2 separate regions of the Sus scrofa genome follow, and region 2 is linked to region 1. A link is a contact called in public HiChIP or PLAC-seq data. All regions are on one chromosome and are shown on one strand. The core of a region is the stretch at or near the end of the contact, and the rest is flanking DNA. Distances in the headings are between cores, read along the strand shown. Region 1 holds the start of EVI2A (protein EVI2A). Region 2 holds the start of WSB1 (WD repeat and SOCS box-containing protein 1).

Evidence for each region. HiChIP or PLAC-seq counts read pairs in DNA pulled down with a chosen protein or histone mark.
Region 2: an H3K27ac HiChIP or PLAC-seq map of alveolar macrophages shows a contact between it and region 1. The contact joins the promoter of WSB1 here to the promoter of EVI2A in region 1. A contact is called at or near these places in 1 of 47 Hi-C or Micro-C datasets (embryonic fibroblasts) and 1 of 2 datasets of contacts at active chromatin or transcription factors (alveolar macrophages).

The regions. Positions count from the first base shown.
Region 1 is chr12:43,541,303-43,544,954 of Sscrofa11.1, forward strand. EVI2A (protein EVI2A) reads left to right here and starts at 1,718. Exons shown (of 2, transcript XM_003131752.4): 1 at 1,718-2,111. The region is part of intron 37 of NF1 (neurofibromin); the gene reads right to left.
Region 2 is chr12:43,883,399-43,887,050 of Sscrofa11.1, forward strand. It overlaps WSB1 (WD repeat and SOCS box-containing protein 1), which reads left to right and starts at 1,717. Exons shown (of 9, transcript XM_021067462.1): 1 at 1,717-2,075. The coding sequence starts at 2,036.

The DNA of each region.
Region 1 (3,652 bases), core at 468-2,967:
CAGAGCCACAGCAACGCGGGATCCGAGCCGCGTCTGCGACCTACACCACAGCTCACGGCAACGCCGGATCGTTAACCCACTGAGCAAGGGCAGGGACCGAACCCGCAACCTCATGGTTCCTAGTCGGATTCGTTAACCACTGCGCCACGACGGGAACTCCCACTCTTTTTTAAATAACCTCCTCATCTGATATTTATGTGCACAAACATTTCTGAATCATTGCTCTAGGTGTTAGGGAGTTATTCAACCACATTTTTTTTTGAAAGAAAGGGATGATATGACCACAGGAAGTGATATGTACAAGCTATAGGAAGGAGTCAGGGCTAGTACAAAAAGATACTGTAGAAGTCTAGGTATGGTCTAATAAAGATCCAAAATGTGAAAGTAAGTGACAGGGAAAGAAGAAACTGATTCAAGATTATGAAGAAAAGACCAACATGATCCAAGGTCTGATCAGGGCTGAAAGAAAGGACTTGGATTAAAAGGACTTGCTGGGTGCCAAGGCTCTGACATTACAAAGAACAGTGCTATCATGAACAAAGACAGAGATCACAAGAGGCAGCCACCCCGGGGGGAAAATAAAGTCCATTTTAGAGACACTGAGTATGAGGTGGTGACAGGATATTTGAGGGGAGTGCGAGTGCGTGTGCGTGTGTGTGTACACACTAGACCACACAAAAGCATTTTCTGCCCCATATAATCCAGTTTACTAAATATTCTCCCAAATTACTGCTACAGCTCCAGGCTTTGAGATGTCTCATATGTGAAACCAAGCACCGCACTGTGGGGCTCCTGGGCACAAAAGCCTTTCTGTGTGCCCCATTTCTTGTTCTTAGGAAATGGGCTTCATTCAGCCACCATAACCCTCCCTGAGTTCCAAGGGACAGGTTCAGACAGTTGCTGATGAGGGAAGGGAGGTGACGCACAGACAAGGGAGGAATGGTCAAGGAGCAATAGTACAGCCTTGGAACAGGATCCTGGTCCCTCTCAAGGAAGACACATGATAATATAGGCATCTTTTACATCTAAGAGAAAAGTCATATTCCTTATGCTTCTTTTAGAAAAGAATACTTTAATACTGAACATCTTAGAGTTCTTCCTTGTCCTTCTCCTGGGCTTAATTGCAACCTAAACACAGTCACCCATAAGCTAAAGATTAGGCACCCTGAGCACAACTGACTGTGAGTTAAAGATTATTAGCACATGATGTTTTTCATGAACTTTCCAGGTTTATTCTAATCTCTGATCAATATGCCTTTTCCCAAGTACTGTTACTCTGGGCAATAACCCAGAAGACCACCATCATGATCACCCCGAGATCTCCTGACTCCAGCCTTGATGACTAAGATTCCCCCAAAGAAAGAAGAAGGCATGTTTGTCCCAATCCTGATTCCTACGTGAAAACATGTTTCTCTCCTTTTTACTATAAAACTCCTCATGATTCTTTCTAATGGGGGGCACAATCTTTAGGGCATTAGCCTGCTGTGACCCTCCTTTGCCTGGCAAAGCAATAAAGCTATTTCTTTCTCCTTTACCCAAAACTCTGTCTCTGCATTTCAATTAGGTGCTGGCAGACAAGCGGCCAAATTCCAGCAACAGATCCATCACCTGACCAATACCCCAGGTATTGGTATCACCTGACCCCCAGGTCTCCACACTCGTATTATCAAATCAGTTTGTGGTATACAAACAAAATTTTTAGAGAAGAGTTTAATTCTCAATCTCAGGGAAAATGCCATTTCACCTTCTTCTGAATGATATACTAATAAAAATATACAATAAAAATAAGGTCAAAGGCATTAAGCAGAACCCCCTCCCCTCCCTGGAGGCGGGGATTTGTTCTACAAAGCCTTCTGTCATGCCAGTGGCCAACTAGAGTTTTTTTTTTCCCCTGTGACATGGGCTTTAGTTGCAGTGGAAAGGAAATGTGTCATCTGTGGTTAGTGGAAAGCTAGTTGTACATATCCTTTTTTACTGAAGATTTACTTTTAGGTTCATATTCTACAAGTCTATTCTGCTTTGAATTACTTGGAAACTGTGCTTCAAGACAAGAAAAGAAGTGGCTTATTAAAATCAGTTAATAATAAGATTGTGACCAAGCATTTTGTAAGGTAGGTCATATATATACGGCTTTTCTTATGCCTTTTCATTTATAACTTTGTACGGATTAGCGTTTGAGGAAGTGGTTTTAAACAGTACTTAAGAATCTAAATAACAAAGCAGAATTAGAAATGGAAAACATATGCTGCTTTTTCTGTCTTATTAAGTAAAATTTAAGAAACGGATTTACCATCTATACAGATTTAAATTAGGATTAAGAAGGATCTGAGTTTAGACTTCACAGTGAATTGTAAAGTTTTACTTGTTTTAAAAAGTTTAAAAATTTCTCATTACTAATGCTTAGTAATTTTATTGAAAATGACCAGAGATAAAGAAAACTTTTGATAACATCACCTGGCCTCCATGGCATAAATTAGGGTTGTAGAGACAGCCCTCTATTCTTAGGCATTTGTAAGAGTAAGAGAAAGTCTCATTTTGTTAACAGTTTGTTTATTTGGGGATGACAGTACATCTGGCTGAAAACAATCAACAGCGGGCCTATTATCTGTCCAGTGGTAAGCGCTGTTAAAATGTGTACAAATACTATGATGCATATTACATTGTTAATGAACTAATGTGACGATGATAACCCCCACTTTAAAGTCTTTTCGTATCTAATGCAGAAGTCTAGCCTAGTGTAAAAGGATGGAAATTACTTGCTAACCCAATTTAAAGAATCTCTCTTTGTGAAAGAATCAAAGTATCCAAAGATTTACGTCATTCAACTTAAAAACTGAAGCCGAACACTATTACATAGAAGTCAGTGCACAATAACTTTAATTGTCTACTAAAAATCATAATCCAAAAGGTACTCCCAGAACACATAAAAATTTTTCTCTATCAATAGGAAACATTACTTCAGAGAGGAGTTTCCAGTTATTGTTTATATGTTATTTTGTCTGTAAAACAACATAACACATTTATTATTCTCAATTTCTATATATCAATCGTATACAAATATTATCCAAAGCAAATATAAAAACAATTTCTTATAAAACCTTGAAACTCAAAGGAACTGCAGTATCTGTGTCACCTAGGAGTGGGTTAGAGATCTCAGGTCCCTCCTAGACTTCGGGAATCACAATCTGCACTTTTAAAAAACAAAACGAAAAAACCAAAACTCTCATGAACATTCAAGTCTGAGAAGAACTTCTATAAAGTTCTTAAACAGGCAGTTTTGTTTACTAATCTCAGCAGAACAGTCTAGGTTTTGCTTATATTCCCTATTCAAATAAATGTTAACAATAAAGTATTCTTACAAAAGTGGCTCAAAGTGGAATATTATTGTCAGAAAGAAAGGTCAATAACGGTGGTAAATCTTTCCTGTTGGTTTACCAGTACCTGCAGCAGATAGGCCAGATATATTTAAATCTTCAGTCTTACAGTAGATAATGAAAATTACAAACAGACTTGTCTTCCAGTGAGCTCAGAGCCAAAACTTTTCTTTCTTTTTTTTTTTTCTTTTTTTTTTTTTGTCTTTTATCTTTTTGTTGTTGTTGTTGTTGTTGCTATTTCTTGGGCCGCTGCCGCGGCATATGGAGGTTCCCAGGCT
Region 2 (3,652 bases), core at 467-2,966, 340 kb after region 1:
CAAGCTAGGCTTCATTTCTGAGAGACAAGGCAGCTTGGAAGTGGGACAGGGCAGTCAAACAAGCTTGGGTTGAAATCAAACACCTTGTCACTCAGCAACTCTGTGACTACTTTAAAGTTACTAATTGTCTGTAAAACATGAGTAATGAATACACTACTCATACTGGCGTGGATATTAAATGGGTTAATCCACAGAAGCCCTTATATGGCACAGTACCTGACCCAATAAATATTAGACAGTATCACTAATGAGTACATAAATCATTAAAATTATTTTTCATTCCATTGTCATACTTTGCCAGTTGAGAAATGGTCTGGAAGTCTGTTGGCTAGCAGTAATAAATTACAATGGAATTAAACAATTGTATGAAAAAGCCACCAAAACAATGCAGGCACTTAAAGAACTGGTATTTCCCATGACTTTGTAACAGTAGATACAGTACATGTGAAGAGAGGAAATAGCAGTTGGTTTAAAGAATCAACAGGGACTGATAGAAATGTTGCTATTGAAGATACTAGACTGCACTATTTTCTTTTGTTCTACTCTAGATATTTGACAACTAGCCTCAGTGTATGGCACAAAGTAAGCCATCAATAAATATGTTGACTGTATGTGACAAAAAAAAAAGGAGAGGGGGATGATTTCTTGTACCTGTTATTAAATATTTCACTATTGGAAGACTTATCCTTATGCAAAGAAAAAGATGAAGAAGTCATGCTGTAGGTGCTGTCATTTGAGATCTCTCGAAAGAGTCTGGCTAGGCACAACTCCTCTCCCATTGGTGTCTGTTGCATATTTGAAATTCCCAGCCTTAGACGTCTTCCTTTGGAACTAGGTTTAATGCCCACAGAAGAACCCATTAAAATGCAAAGATATCGTCTTTGAATGGAACCAACTTGGCTTTTGGCAGATACACACACATTTATCAGCACTGCAGTGTAAATAGCTAGCTGCCTCCCAGAGGCCTAGACCTTGGAAAGCAGCCTTGCAGAATGGGCCGCTTCTAAGCAGACACGGTGGGATCTGCCTCGGCTAGTGGTCAGGACACAGCCGACCGCCAGCCTCGCTGCAGCCTCCGGGCAGGCCGGCTGCAGGGATTAGCCAGGACGAAGGCAGCCCCAGGAGGCCTTGTGGTGGGGCAGGACACCATCCAGCCCAGGTCTCCCCCTTCCTCAAGCCGGGTCACTTCGGCCCTTCCAAAAATCTGCTAGCTCTCATAAGAACGCTCACGGCCGGACATGTGGTACAGAGCGATGTCATCTCATTGTTTTCAACAGTGCCACCCCCAGTTCCCTGCCATTTGAGGGCCGGGGAAGAGGCCAAATAGAATTGAAGTCTGGAATGCCTTTTTTTGTTCTTTTCAGTTCAGTCAGCTTAAATGCCACGCAATCTTTACACTGTGGGCTAACGTGTATTACACAATTCTCTATTTGCCTTTTTAAAGGCGCTTCAAGTTATAAACACCATGCTGGGCCCCCGGCCGAAAAAAGAGACGCAGTTAAAAGCAGTCAGTAGGCTCCAGCCCGGCGTTTGGGCCTGGACTGGGGTCGCACCCCTCCTCTACCGCCCCCGCCCTCTTCCGGCTCCCAGGTCCAGTCCCCAGGACAACGCCCTAGAGCACCCGGCGGGAGGGCGGGGCACCAAGCCTTGGCCGTCACGTCCCGAACGTCGGGAGGCGGGGCATAGCGCTTTTACGTCACCAGACCCCGCCCCGCATCCCTGATATTAACCGCGCCGACCGCCATTTTGTCTCCAGTGTCTCGTTTGCTGTCCGCGGCGTAGAGGGAAGTGTCTGACTCCGTGGGCGTGAGGCAGGGAGCAGGGGCTATTGTTTGTGTTTCACGCCGTAGTTTGGTCCGAGGCCTCCGGAGCTTTCCCGGGGCAGTCGGCAGAAGCCGCCGCGACCGCCCCGCCCCTCCCCTCCGTCCCTGGGACCGGGAGGGACCCAGACCGCGTCACGCCCCTCGGCGCTCAACCTTCCCTTCTCTGTCGTTGCGTCCGCATCGCTTCCCCGGAATCGGACGGTACCCCATAGATGGCCAGCTTTCCCCCGAGGGTCAACGAGAAAGAGATCGGTGAGGAATGGGACGATGGGCGAGGGGTGCCGGTGAGCCCGCGGGAGTTTAGGAGAGGCAGGGACTCTCCCGAGGAGGCTCTGAGTCTGAGGAAGTGGAGTGAGCCTGAGCCAAGCCTTAGAGCGCAGAGGGAAGAAGCGGCCCTGTGAGTGGGTGTCGTTGAGGGTAAATGGGTTCAGCCTTGATGCCGCGCCTACTGTGCGCCGGGCACGGCGGAAGGCAGTGCGCGGATCTTAGAGGCAAAGAGATTCTGGGCGCCGAGTGGAGGGCTGTAGTGATCATGTGGCCCGGGATGGATACACACTCGTGGGGATCCTAGCTGTCTCATCGGAGGTCTGCGCAGGGCTGTTCTGCAGGGATTCTCTTGGCTCGGGGGTTGGGGCCTGGAGTGGGCCGGAGCGGGCTGGGTAAGTCTTCGGGACGCTTACAAGTTTCCAGTGGGGAAAAGTACACTTGTGTGTTCTGAGCTGTTATGAAAGGATGGGTCTTCGTGTATACCAATCACTATAAGGGGAAGTGCAGCCGAAGAGCTGCCTTCAGCCTGGAAAAAGCAATATATATATATATTTTTTTTTTTTTTTTTTAATTGGTGTGGCGTTAAGAAAGGCAGCAGGCGGCTCAGGGGAGGAGTCTCAGTTATCTTTCGTGCACTTAAGAGTTGGGAGGAGCAGGGTGGTTGGGTGGAGTGACCGAAGAAAAGCTCATCTACGGAGGAGCAAACTCTTGAAAAGGCTGTCTAGAAACGCTTAGCGGCCAGCCCTGCCGAGCTGAAAACCGGCTGATAGATGTTGGCGGTCCTGTGTCAGGACGTACCCAGTGGCTCAGTGGAAAACACCTCACATTTTTTTAAGTCCTCTCACAAGGTGAAATAACTGGAACAACTTTGGGGGAAGTTGGGGGTGCTAATCATTGATTGATGTGTTACTAAACATTTAAACTTAGCAAGTCAAGTTATACACCTTATTTAAATATATGCAGTTTTTATTAAAATAGATTTAGCATCTCCCCACCCTTTCTCAAAGCCCAGCACTGAAATTACCGCTGTTAAATAAATGAAAATTGGAGGTAGCTACTGAGCTGAGAGCCTTTGCATTTCCTTATTCTTCAACTAAATGTATGCCTTTATTAAACACTGGCAGGAGGTATTTCCAGAGAAAGGGAGAAACAATAGCTAAAAGGCCCCCTATACTGTATGTTGGTAAATTCTTATATTTAGAGACAGCTATCTTAGAATTCTGGACTTTTGTCCTCTTAGGGATACAGTTGGATGGCAAGTTAGGAGGGGGCTTTAACCCTGGGTTGTTTTTTGTTTGGCTTTTTTGCTTTTTAGGGCCACACCTGCAGCATATGGAAGTTCCCAGGCTAGGAGTCAAACTGGAGCTACAGCTGCCAGCCTATGCCACAGCCATGCCAGATCCCAGCCTTGTCTGTGACCTACACCACAGCTCACAGCAGCAACAGATGCTTTAACCCACTAAGTGGAGCCAGGGTTTGAACCTGTATCCTCATGTTCATTTCTGCTGAGCCACAACAGGAACTCCCGACGCTGTTTTTTGGGGGTTTTTTTTGCTGTTCAG